Regions from separate parts of the Sus scrofa genome. Here regions 1 and 2 are each linked to region 3. The links are chromatin contacts, called in public Hi-C and promoter capture Hi-C maps. All regions are on one chromosome and are shown on one strand. Each heading gives the region's core, a stretch centred on a gene start, on an enhancer-like site or on the middle of the called end of the contact. The rest is flanking DNA. Distances are from core to core; before and after follow the strand shown.

The links. Promoter capture Hi-C pulls out the DNA fragments that hold promoters and counts their contacts. Hi-C and Micro-C count contacts between places; a contact is called where the count stands out from the background.
Region 1: a contact with region 3 is called in a promoter capture Hi-C map of liver, with 2.8 times the contacts expected there. The contact joins the promoter of TOR1A here to the promoter of ASB6 in region 3. A contact is called at or near these places in 1 of 5 promoter capture datasets (liver), 2 of 47 Hi-C or Micro-C datasets (heart right ventricle and liver) and 1 of 2 datasets of contacts at active chromatin or transcription factors (alveolar macrophages).
Region 2: a contact with region 3 is called in a Hi-C map of embryonic fibroblasts, with 3 times the contacts expected there. The contact joins the promoter of TOR1B here to the promoter of ASB6 in region 3. A contact is called at or near these places in 16 of 47 Hi-C or Micro-C datasets (alveolar macrophages, brain, embryonic fibroblasts and 10 more) and 2 of 2 datasets of contacts at active chromatin or transcription factors (alveolar macrophages and skeletal muscle).

Annotation. Positions count from the first base shown.
Region 1 is chr1:269,983,803-269,988,077 of Sscrofa11.1, reverse strand. It overlaps TOR1A (torsin family 1 member A), which reads left to right and starts at 2,600. Exons shown (of 5, transcript NM_001105298.1): 1 at 2,600-2,780; 2 at 3,420-3,685. The coding sequence starts at 2,600. It overlaps C1H9orf78, which reads left to right. Exons shown (of 9, transcript XM_003122220.4): 9 at 1,023-1,692. The coding sequence ends at 1,114.
Region 2 is chr1:269,964,107-269,968,566 of Sscrofa11.1, reverse strand. It overlaps TOR1B (torsin-1B), which reads right to left and starts at 1,648. Exons shown (of 7, transcript XM_021070119.1): 1 at 1,367-1,648; 2 at 239-495. The coding sequence starts at 1,574.
Region 3 is chr1:269,831,905-269,835,942 of Sscrofa11.1, reverse strand. It overlaps ASB6 (ankyrin repeat and SOCS box containing 6), which reads left to right and starts at 1,737. Exons shown (of 6, transcript NM_001099937.2): 1 at 1,737-1,927; 2 at 2,929-3,110. The coding sequence starts at 1,815.

The sequences.
Region 1 (4,275 bases), core at 1,351-3,850, 150 kb before region 3:
GCCTTTGATTTCCAAAGTTTCTGTTATTAATATCTAATAAGCAGGGACTCTGCAGTCACCAGACTTGGGTTCAACTCTCAGCCAACCTTCACTTTTTTTTTTTTTTTTTTTTTTTTTTTTTTTTTTTTTTGCTATTTTTGGCCTCCACGCTATGGAGTTCCAGGCTAGGATTGAATCGGAGCTGTAGCCACCGCCTACGCCAGACCCAGCACGCGGATCCGAGCCGCGCTCGACCTACACCACAGCTCATGCAATGCGGATCCTCACCCACTGAGCAAGCAGGATCGAACCCGCAACCTCATGGTCCTATCGATTCATAACCACTGCGCCACGACGAACTCCAACCTTCACCTTTTAAGTGACCTTGAGCAAGTCCCCCAAGCTATCTGAGCAGAGATGGTAACATGCCCTGCTGGGATTGCTGGGAGGGTGAAAGGAAGTCGTGTCTTGGAGGTTCCCTTCATGGCTCAGTGGAAAGAATCTGCCTAGCATCCATGAGGACGCAGGTTCGATCCCTGGCCTCATGCAGTAGGTTAAGGATCTGGTGTAAGTAGGTTAAGGGCTGTGGTGTGGGTCGCAGATGCGGCTCAGATCTAGCGTGGCTGTGGCTGTGGTGTAGGCTGGCAGCTACAGCTCCGATTGGACCCTTAGCCTGGGAACCTCCATATGCTGTGGGTGCAGCCCTAAAATGACAAAAAAAAAAAAAAAAGAGGAAAGAAAGTTGTTTCTAAAAAGATTTAGTGCCATGCCTGGTTCACAGTTGAACTCTCAATGACGAGTAGCTGCTGCGTTCCCCTGGTCTTGACACTGAAATCAGCACGTTTTGGCTAGCGTCTGAATCCGCCTCGTTTATCGTCATGCACTTAATAACGAGCATTTACTCAGGCCCTGCTCTGTTTCTGTTCACTAGGATAGGATTGGGGGCTTCTGCAGGGAGTCAGGTATGGTTGTCCTTGCTATTCAGAGCTGAGCCCAGGGGTGGCATCCAACGTGGCAAACAGTTTTCTTCTTTTCCTTCTCAGGGTCCCCTCCCAACCGCAAGCGTCCTGCTAATGAGAAGGCCACCGATGACTATCACTACGAGAAGTTCAAGAAGATGAACCGGCGGTACTGAGGGAGGCAGAAGGGGAGCAGTGCACAGCGGGGTGTTAAATAGTGTCCTCCACTCCCTCTATCCCCATGATAACAGGCTGCCTGGACAGAAGCCTGTGCACTGATAGCAGACGGTTCCCAAAACAGATGCTGCTAACCCTGTGCCTCACATGCTGGATTTTTCAGGCACCGTGTGTGTAACCTTTTGAAACAAGACAATGCATAGTTTTTCTATTTGGGGGAAAACTCTCTTCTTGTGAGCATTATTAAATCTTGTTTGTAAATATGTTGACTTCCTCCTAATATTTGCCCTGGGTCAGGAGGAAACAGCTGTGAGTTTAGAGTGAGATGATACCCTTTAGATTGTGCTTTCATTACATATGCAATCATGTCTCCTACTTGTAAATATCAGGAACGGGGTTCAGAAATGCATCCGTCCCTCTTTACGGTGGAGCCAGCTGATGGCAGAAAAATCTAGGATGAGATCAAAGGGTCACTGGTATTTTCTGACTTGTACAGTTGTGTTTCTTTTCATTAAGAGAGAAAAAACAATTTCTATCGCTTTAAGCACTTAAGTATTAAATATGAAATGGACCCACATTGTTTATCGCTTGTATTGCGTCTCCTTACACCAGCACTAGGTAATATGTTCAGGCCTGGGGGCTGGGCAGCACAAAAGCAAACTTCAGTTCCTGAGAGGGGTTTTCTCATTTAGTTTAAGAAACAGAGTTCCCATCACGGTTCAGCAGTAACAAAACCAACTAGATCGTGAGGATGCAGGTTCAATCCCTGTCCTTGATCAGTGAGTGGGTTAAGGATCCTGTGTTGCTGTGGCTGTGGTGTAGGCGGCAGCTGCAGCTCCAATTTGACCCCTAGCCTGGGAACTTCCATATGCTTCAGGTGTGGCCCTAAAAAAAGAAAAAAAAAAAGGAGCTAAGGACACATGACAACTAAATATAATGTGGTATCTTGGTGGGACCCTGGATTGGAAATAGGATGTTAAGAGTTCCTGAGGTGGCTCAGTGGTTAATGAACCCGACCAGCATCCGTGAGGACGGAGGTTCTATCCCTGACCTTGTTCAGCAGGTTAAGGATTCTGCGGTGCCCTGAACTGTGGTGTAGGACCGGAGGAACCTCTCTTAGCTGGCGTGGCTATGGTGTAGGTTGGTAGTTACAGCTCCATTTGACCCCTACCCTGGGACCCTCATATGCCGCAGGTGTGGCCCTAAAAAGACCAAAAAAAAATAGGAATAGGACGTTAGGTAGAAACTAAAAAAATCTGAAGAAACTAAGTTTTATTCAAAGAGAAAATATCGGTACCCCCAGTGGCTCGGTGCCCAAAGGTGGAAAGGGCTCTGCCCTTCATAAAGATGGCGGACGCCAGCGTCAGGAGGATGCCCGCCCCTTACAAAGATGGCGGCCCCGGCGGGCGGGACCGGAAGTGCAGTTGGCGGTAGCGCCGATCCGCGGTAGGCGCGAGAACGCGCCGGGCAGCGCCGGTCTGGGCATGAAGCTGGGCCGGGCCGCGCTGGGCCTGCTGCTGCTGGCGCCGTTGGCGGTGCGGGCGGTAGAGCCCATCAGTCTGGGACTGGCCCTGGCCGGCGTCCTCACCGGCTACATCTCCTACCCGCGCCTCTTCTGCTTCTTCACCGAGTGCTGCAGCCAGAAGGGGAGCCTCAGCCGGGAGGGTAGGATGGGGCGGGGGCTGGGGGGCCTGGTGCCAGAGCTGGGGCGAGGGTCGGAGGCGGGGGTCCAGAAGGCCCAGGAGCTCGGGCAGTGCTGAGGCCGGCGGGGCCCGGACCCGGAACTGGGGCGGCTTGAGGTGCGGCACCGGGCCTGGCCCTGGCCACGACCACAGGCTGACCGGACTTTGATCAGGCGAGGCCAGCTGCCGTTTGGGCAGCTTCGCCCAAAACCCGGGCGTGGGGACGGTCGGAAACTTCCTCCAGAGAGGTGTGCTCCTTCCTCGGCGGAGACGCGGCTGGTGGGGATTCCTCCGGCGCGGAGCAGCGGGGACCAAACCGCTGCCCTTTTTCTGCCCGGCATGGGTGGAAGGCGCAGAGCTGGGGCGAGGGGCGCGCGCCCCTGGGCACTGGCCCCAAGGACCTCTTCGGGAAGGAGGGCTCGAGAATGGACAGGACTAGCAGAGGGAGGGCCTCCTGCACCTGCCGGTCACCTGGGCCAAGTGCTTGCCCACACATCCGCGTCTCCCAAGACGCTTGAAGAGCTTAGCTGACTCTGCTGGCTTTACCTGAGCCTGTAAACTGGGCCACACTTTGCCAGATGTGTCTCCCTACTGTCCGCCTGACTCACTTTGTTTTTCCTAGCGCTGCAGAAGGATCTGGACAGCAAGCTTTTCGGACAGCATCTTGCAAAGAAAGTCATCTTAAATGCCGTCTCAGGCTTCATCAGCAACCCGAAGCCCAAGAAGCCGCTCACCCTCTCCCTACACGGGTGGACGGGCACCGGCAAAAATTTTGTCAGCAAGATCATCGCAGAGAATATTTACGAGGGTGGTCTGAACAGTGACTATGTCCACCTGTTTGTGGCCACACTGCACTTCCCCCACATCTCCAACATCACCCTGTACAAGGCAAGGGCCGAATTTTGGAATCCTTCCTGGATGGGGCCGGGTTTGGGGTTTGGTGGCCGATGGGATTTGGAATTCCGGGTTGAAACGAGTGGGCCCTGAAAATGGCAAGCACGTGTCAGTTCCCCCTTTGAAAAGTGTGGCAACCACAGAGGCTTAGAGATGCAGGGAGCAATTAGCAAAGCTTGGGGTGGTTTCCGAAAGCAGGCTCAGTGGGATCGTAGGATTTTAGAGAGACACAATCAAACTCAGTTTCAAGATCTTCAACTCTAACGCATTTTATAAAAGAAGAAATGTTTCTTGGGAAACCTAAATTCAATCACAGTGTTGCAAACTGCTCTTAACAGTTTAACTTCCAGATTAACAGCCTGAGCCTTGGTGGTAGATTCACCTGGATTTGAGCCCTAAGGTTCCCACCTGCCAGCTGTGTGATCTTGGGAAAGTTGCCTGACCTCTCTGAGACTCGGGCTCTTTGTCTGTAAAATGGAAGTTGTGAGAAGTTATTGAACTCTGTCAAGTAGGTAACGTGGGGCCTGGCACATACGTATTCAAAGTTAACTCTTTTGCCTTTTTAAATTTTCACCTGTATGAAC
Region 2 (4,460 bases), core at 399-2,898, 130 kb before region 3:
CACCAGGGAACTCCTTGGCTCCATCTTTTAATGGAAATAACATCACCTGCCCCGCTGCATTATTTTGGGATCAGTAAGAAAAATGGTGTAGGAGAGCTCAGCAAATGGCAAAGGGTTACCGGTGTGCCTGGACTCGGCAGGGCCTGGGGCTAGGAGGAAAGAAGCAGAAGCCGGAGTCAGTGAAGAGATCGCCCAGACCAGTCCGAGAAGCCACGGATGGGACAACAGAATGCCTTGCCTGGTACAGTTTTACGTGCTGCTCGTGAGGAAAGTGCAGAGTCGATACGAACAAGTGGACAAAGTTGCTCTTCAGGCCTTTCCGGTGAAGATTTTCAGCCACAATCTGGCTGACAAAATTCTTGCCCGTGCCAGCCCAGCCGTGTAAGGAAAGCGTCAGTGCTTTCTTGGGGTTTTTGTTGTTCCTGAAGCCTGTCAGCGCCTTGAGAAGCACCTCTGTGGCCAGATGCTGCCCAAACAGCCTCTCTCCAGTTCCAGCTTGAACGCTGCAGCAGCCAGCCAGAGAACAGAGAGAAAAACACACATTAAACAGGCAGCAGAAGGGCAGCGCTCTCCCCAGCTGGCCAAAGTGAGAGGCAAGGTTAGCGAATGGTCCAGCACCGTCTCCGCCAAACCCCAGTGCCAGTGCGGAGGCAGAAGTGCCAGCTGCAGAGTCACACAGATGCCACCGCCAAGGAAATGGCCTAGATGAATGGTCTCCTCAACACTCAAGTGTCTGAGAAGGAAGGTAAATGCGTTCCTTCATCCGAGGACGGGTCCTCTCTTGACTCAGCTGCTTGCTATTTCCCCAGCCACCCTGTAAGAAAACCAAAGACCAAATGCGGGCTTTCTGGGCAGACGCTGCACATTTGAGAACGACTTATTGGGTTGGCACGGCGTCCCAAGGAATCCCAACTTTTAGAAAGGAATTTGGGGGAGTTCCCGTCGTGGCTCAGCGGCAAGGAGGATGCGACTAGGACCCATGAGGATGCTGGGTCAATCCCTGGCCTCGCTCAGTGGGTTAAGGATTCGGCCTTGCTGTAAGCTGCGGTGTAGGTCGCAGACTCCACTCGGATCCCGCGTTGCTGTGGCTGTGGTGTAGGCCGGCAGCTGTAGCTCCGAATTGACCCCTAGCTTGGGAACTTCCACATGCCGCAGGTGCGGCCCTAAAAACCGAAAAAGAATAAAAGGAACTCGGGCAGAGCCTCACGATCTGGAGAATCTGTCCCCGAAGACACGGCCTCCAGGCTGGAGTCCGGACCCAGGCCCCTCCATGCCCCCTCCTACCCCAAAGGGTGAGCGCGATGTGCCGGGCGCTGACGCCTGCGGGGGCCTGTCCCTCGCGCCCCTCGAGCCCCTCCAGCCAGACCCGCCGTACCCGACGCGTTGAGCGGCTGCTCCTCCCGGCAGCACTCGGCGAAGCGGCAAAACAGCTCGGTGTAGGACAGGTAGCCGGTGAGGACCGATGCGGTCCCGATGGCGATGCCCAGGGTGATGGGCTCGAACGCCGCCGCCACGTGTGCCGCCAGCAGCAGCCGCAGCGCCGCGGTGCCCCCCAGCCGCCCTGCGGGGTGCATCACCGGATTGGCAGCCCGCCGCCGCGGATACGCTGGGCGCCCTTGGGGCCAAGAGGCCGGGCTGACTTCCGGTCTGTGCGTCACTTCCGCCCCTCAGACCCACCCACCCCCGTAGGTCCGCCCTGTTGGCGAGGGGCGTGGCTCTGCGCCACCATCCGCGCGAGAGGCTCCAGGGAGTCTAGCTTTGAAGGTTCTGTTCTAAGCGCTCATCAGACCCTTCACGCTTTGCTTTGTCATCCCTCCCTTCACTTCCCCGGAGCTGGAACGAGCGTTTCGCATTATATACTCCCCACCTGCCTGCCTTTCTGAAACAACTGCGGAGGGCTCCGGGTCCCCAAAGCAGACGTGCCCTGGCGTGCACCGTCGAAGCCCGAAGTCCATCCTTTCCAGCATGCTGCAAGACGGCATCCTGGCTGGTGCTGGGAGACAGCCGTGAGGGAGAGGGGCTTGGCCCCTGCCCTCTCCAGCTTCTAGGCTAGGGGACCCCAGGCAGTGGGCAAGGGCCAATAATGAAGTTGGATAAGCACAGGGGCGGTGGAACAGGGAAGGTTTTTGTCTAAAATGAGAATTTTAAAAGTTATCCAAGCAAAAAGCGAGGAGTAGAAAGTTCTATGGAGAGAAGAGAATTTGCAGAATGTGCAGGTTGGGGACCTGAGAGTATTTCACGTGGTGGAGGCTGGTGAGAATAGGGACGGAGAGCTAGACAGAGACCGGAAGGGGAAGGACTCTATCTGGGGCGGGGGGGGGGGGTGGTAACAGGGAGCCCTAGAGGTTTCACACAGGGAGCGACATGGTCACATCGGAGATCCCTGTGGCTGCTGGGTTCTTCGAGGAGGCTGTTGCAATGCTCCAGGGAACCTGACCCAGGCTTTGCCAAAGCTGGTTGAGTTCATTCATCAGCCAATCTATGGACAAATATTTAGTGAACACTGGCTGTGTCTGATCCAGCGCCATAAGCTGGGGCTAAAGCAGGGAGGGAATAGGGCAGACCCGTGACCTCACAGAGCCTCAGTCTAGTGAGGGAGACATGCCCGCAGAGTCAGGGCCATGATCTGGGATGCTCGGAGGGGGATGGCTCTCCTCTCCACCTCCCAGTTTTTTGTTTTGTTTTGTATTCCTTTTTCATTTGCATCCACAGCATATGAGAAGTCCCAGGCCAGGGGCTGAATCCGAGCGGTAGCTGCAACAAAAGCTGCTGCAGTTGGATTCTTAACTCACTTCACCACAGTGAGAAATCCTCTTTTCAGATTCTTTGCCATTATAGGTTATTACAAGATATTGAAGGAGTTCCCGTCATGGCTCAGCGTTAACAAATCTGACTAGCACCCATGAGGACACAGGTTCAATCCCTGGCCTTGGTCAGTGGGTTAAAGATCCAGTGTTGCTGTGAGCTGTGGTGTAGGTCGCAGACTCGACTTGGATCCTGTATTGCTGTGGCTGTGGTGTAGGCCGCAGCTACAGCTCCGATTGGACCCCTAGCCTGGGAACCTCCATACCTTAGGTGCGGCCCTAAAAAGCAAAAAAAAAAAAAAAAAAAAAAATTGAATATACTTTTCTGTGCTATATAGTAGGTCCCTGTTGTTTATCTACTTTATATATAGTAGTGTGTATCTCTTAATCCTAAACTCCTTTCTCCTTTGGTAACCGTAAGTTTGTCTGCTATGTCTCTGAGTCTTTTTCTGTTCATTTGTGTCATATGATAAGTTCCACATACAGGTGATATCATATGGTATTTGTCTGACTTACTTCCTTCAGCACGATAATTTCTAGGTGCATCCATGTTGCTGCAAATGGCATGATTTCATTCTTTTTTATGGCTGAGTAGTATTCCACTGTATATATGTGCCACATAGATACACATACATGTTCATTTGTCAGTGGATGTTTCGGTTGCTTCCATGCCTGCCTTGACTCTCTTTAAGAGTTTTCAGGCCTCAGCTTGAAGCCTACCCAACCCATGGAAGTAACCCCTCTTCCCTCCCCAGTCACCTACTCTCCTGTCACCCTGTTTGTGTCCCTGTCCATTGCCCATCTTGCCACTGGCCTGAGAGCTTCAGAAGGACAGGGACCTTGACTGCTCCATCTCTAATTCCTGTGCACCACGTCCATAGTAGCACTCCATTCATATGTATTTAACAGTCAGGGATAGAACCTTTCCAAGAGGCTGGCCTCTGATCTGGGGGCCAGGATATACTGCTGTGGACCGAATGGTCTCAGCCTCTAAATACATATCTGAAGCCTGACCCCTGATTTGATGGTGTTAGGAGGTGGGGGCATCTGGGAGGCAATTAGATAGGAAGGTGGGGCCCTTAATCTTAAGATGTTAATAAGAGGAGTTCCTGTTGTGGCTCAGCAGCTTAAGAACCCGACTATGTCCATGAGGATGTGGGGTCGATCCCTGGCCTCGCTCAGTGGGTTAAGAATCCAGCGTTGCCACAAGCTGTGGTGTAAGTAAGATGTGGCTCAGATCTGGTGTGTAGACCTCAGATGCAGCTCAGATTCTATCCTTAACCTGGGAGTTTCCATATGCTGCAGGCGTTGCCATAAAAAGAAAAAATATTTTAAAAATTTTAAAAATAAGACGGCAAATTTTATATTCTGCGTATTTTACCACAACTAAAATTAAAAAAAAAAAATTGGATGTCTCTCTGACTATAAGCCTCTGAATACTGAAATTTTTCTTCTGGATCGAATCATCCTGAAGTCGCCATTTGCCAAGGTAGCATGGATGTTTTTAAATCTTTGACAAGTAATCAACACATTGATGATGGGAGTGGGGGGACCTTGGCTGAAGGAGGCTTCGCTGATCCCCGCAGCTTCAACTTTATTCCTCACCTCGTGTCAGAGCTGGGGTGGCTGAAAGCCGGTCTTTCTTCTGTACGATGG
Region 3 (4,038 bases), core at 488-2,987:
TATCCAAGAGGATGCAGGTTCAATCCCTGGCCTTGCTCAGTGGGCAGTGGGCAGTGGGTTAAGGATCTGGCACTGCTGCGAGCTGGGGTGTAGCCTGGCAGCTGTAGCTCTGATTCAACCCCTAGCCTGGGAACTTCCTTATGCCCTAAAAGGCAAAGAAAAAAAAAAAAAAATGAAGTGTGCTGGGAACCAGGGATGCTGTGGTCTCCTGGCGAACCTAACCTGGGCTGCCCTACTCCTCTTCCTTGCTCCTTAGGCAGTGGGATGGAGGGACAAAAGGAGGGCTTCTAAGGCCTGATGGGGATTTTTAATAGCTTGTCACCTGATCCGCACAACAACCTTATAAACGGAATCATAAGTGCAGTGAGCAATTATCCAGCCCCTGTTCGGTCCCCATAGCCGGACTGAGGACGCTTTGGATTGGGCTTTCTTGCTAAGACTGTTCGGCTCTTGGGGGCAGGGGAGCCCTTTTCTACTCATTTTTTATGTTTAATCATAGACACATGCGGTTGGCTTTAAACTTGTCTCTAAACGTTTTCTACTTTCCTCAACAGCTCTGGTCTCTGGCAGGTGCTGGACAGGAGAGGCTCCTGAGTCCACATGGGAAGGGGTGGGGGCTGGTGAGACCCAAGCTGCCATGTGAACGGCTGGGACTGGCACACCTCTTCATAACGGGCTTTCCAGAATCATGAGGTCATCAGGGGCGTTCCCGTTGTGGCCCAGTGGAAAACGAATCCGACTAGGAAGCATGAGGTTGTGGGTTTGATCCCTGGCCTCACTCCGTGGGTTACGGATCTAGCATCACCGTGAGCTGTGGTGTAGGTCACAGACACGGCTTGGGTCTGGAGTTGCTGTGGCTGTGGTGTAGGCCTGCTCCAATTTGACCCCTAGCCTGAGAACCTGCGGGTGCAGCCCTAAAAAGCAGGGGGGACAAAAGTGAAGTCATCAGGGCTCCCCTGTGGGCCTCGAGGTTGCAGAGGTTAAATGTGAGGCCCAGGGGTAGATACCTAAACTCCAGAAAAGTACCCCAGGCCCGGTCCCCTTCCTGCTAGGCTACACTTCCACCCACAGTAACAGAGCTCTTGGTCTAGGATCTTGCATGGGTTTGATTATCCCCATTTCACAGATGAAGAAATTAAAGTTCATTGAGTCCATCAAGGCAGAGAAAGGGGAAGAAGCCCCCAGCTGGCAGGGAGAGGAGCTTCCAGGGGACAGAGGCTAAGGAATTGCCCCATCGCCCGTCAGGGTGGATGTGGTCCAGTCGGCGGGGGCGGGGGGGGGGGGGGGGCAAGAGCCAGGCCAAGCCGCGGTCTGACCCAAGCTCAGGGGGGCCAGGGGACACCTGGAGTTCGAGACCCCTCCACTGCCGCAGAGAGTTGGGCAGGGGTCCGGCCGCTGTGCGCAACGGGCGGAGTTCGGACGGCGCCCAGCGGCCGCGGGCGGGATCGCAGGGTGGAGCCAGGCCGGACCGGGAAAGGGCGGGCCAGCGAAGGGCTGGGATCCCGGTGGACTGCAGGTCGGCGCCCTCCATTCTCCAGGGACCCCCGCCGCACAAGATACCCCCAAATCGCGCTCCCGAAGGCGCTCGGTCCTCCCGGACGGCAGAGGGCGCTGTCACCCCGACTCTCTTTCCTGGGCCGGAGGGACCGGAAGTGCAAGTGCGAGAGTCACTTCCGGCGCGGAGCAGCGGGTTGGGCTGTGTATGAGGCCGGGTTCGGGGACTGGACCAGTAGTGGCCAAACCTGGCCAAGACCGCGGCTGCCGGAACGCTCGCAGTCGGCGTCTCGGCCTCAGCGGAGGGTGCGGCCGCCGCAATGCCGTTCCTGCACGGCTTCCGGAGGATCATCTTCGAGTACCAGCCGCTGGTGGACGCGATTCTGGGCTCCTTGGGGATCCAGGACCCTGAGCGGCAGGAACCCCTGGACGGGTAACTCGCTCCCTGCCCCCCTCCGACTCGGCACTGCTCCCCCTTCATTGTCACGACAAACATGGCGGGGCGGGCGGTGTCCCCACCTAACAGATGAGACCGAGACGCGCTGGGGGAAGGGTGCTCCGGGCCAGCGCCCGGAGGGCTGGAGGGTGCGGTGTTTGCAGGGCCTTCGCCTCAGGGCCCCACCCTGCACCCTGCCTGTCATGTGCCCTCCACCTGGAGTTGCAGGGCAGCCGGGTGGCATCTGTGAGCAGTGCGAAGTGAGCTTTCTGTAGCCGAGTTTGCAATTGTACATCCAGGCGCGGGTCTATCCGTGAATCTCTGGGAAGGGTGTTAGAAAGTGAATCGTTTGCGGTACATCAGTGAGCTAAACAAACTCCCAGCCTTCACGATGCTTATGCTCCAGAAAAGAGAGACTGACAATCGTTAGTAAAGTGTTTAATGCCTTAGGTGGAACAGAGGAAAGAGGGATCAGGTGTCTGTTTCTGGGATCAGCTGGAATTGGCGGGGAAGCTGGGTGGGTTGGGGCAAAGGTGCAGAAGGCTTTGCTGCTCTCAGCCTTTGGAAGACGGGGAGGCTGACTGACTTTGGGTGTGAGCAGGCAGGAAGTCTGCTGACTGCCCTGGGCTGGTCCCGCAGTGTCTGGTTCTCACTCTTGGCCACAAGGGTTCCCTTCAGTGCCAACAGTCCAGGTGTATGAGGCTTTGTATCCATGCCAGGGGCCAGATTCTCTGGGCAACATGGAAGGAGGCCGAAGACAACCCCTGTCCTTTCTTGGTAAACCCGAGGCATCTGCTCCAGTAGAAGGATCCAGCTTGGCCCTCTCTCTGCCACAGACCTTTTCTGAAGAGACTTTCTGCCCTGCCTTGGGGGAGTGATTTGGGGGGAGACGGGGGGAATGACATCAGGAGACCAAAGGCCACCCACCCACAGGGTGCCCAGCCAGCTGGTCCCACAGCTGTTCCCACCCTCAACTAGTCCCCCCTCTCCTGCCCCAGACCCAGTTATGTCGCGAGTGAGGAGAGCCGGATCCTTGTTCTCACTGAGCTGCTGGAGAGAAAGGCCCACTCTCCCTTCTACCAGGAAGGCGTGAGCAACGCCCTGCTGAAGATGGCCGAGCTGGGGCTGACCCGTGCCGCTGACGTTCTCCTGCGGAATGGAGCCAACCTCAACTTTGAAGGTCAGCTGGAGCCCAGAGGACCTGGGGTGATAGGTGGCTTAAGTGTGGCCCTGCTCTGGATGGGCGACCAAGCCTTCAGGCTTTTCTCAGGAGCTACTTGCCTCATTTATTTATTTCATGGGTGGTGACCAAGGACAGCCACACTGGGTGGCCTCCCGTCCCCTTGTGGGCTTTCAAGTGGCCCTTAGCCACCTCAAGTCCAAGAGCGAGTTTGTCGCTGTTTCTACCATGAGATTGACTTAGCAGACTCCTCCCAGCTCCCAGCTAAATCGCTTCCATTAATGTGAAAAAGTGGCTGCTGGCACTGTGCCCAGAGCTAAGTAAGGAAAAGTAATTTTCTGCCACTCATTCTGAGGCATCTTGCATTTTTGTTCCTGTCATAGGGAGAGGGGAAAACGGAGAAGACACATTAAGCATAAATCACAGCAGAACCATGCTGGCATCTAGCTTGTGTGCTGGGGGATGGAGACGGGGCCATTTTCGGGGGGGGGAGGTCAGCCAGGAGACTTGCAGACCCTGACTTATAGCCACAGGGGTTTATTTATTTATTTTTTTTTCTTTTTAGGGCTGCACCCGTGGCATATGGAAGTTCCCAGGCTAGAGGTCAAATCAGAGCTTTAGCTGCGGGCCTATGCCACAGCCCCAGCAACGTGGGATCTGAGCCAAGTCTGCGACCTGCAGCTCACAGCGATGCCGGATCCCTAACCCACTGAGCGAGGCCAGGGATCAAACCCTCATCCTCATGGATCCTAGTTGGGATCATTAAAAACTGAGGTTCCCCCGACACGGGGGGGGTTTCATGGTGACACAGGATGTGGCCAGGATGTCCCCCCTCCCCGGCGTAGGACAGGCTCTGAGGCTGCTGGGCTCCTGGAGGTTCAGAGAGCTGGGGTGGGGGAGGGATTTCCCTGGTAGTCCAGTGGTCAAG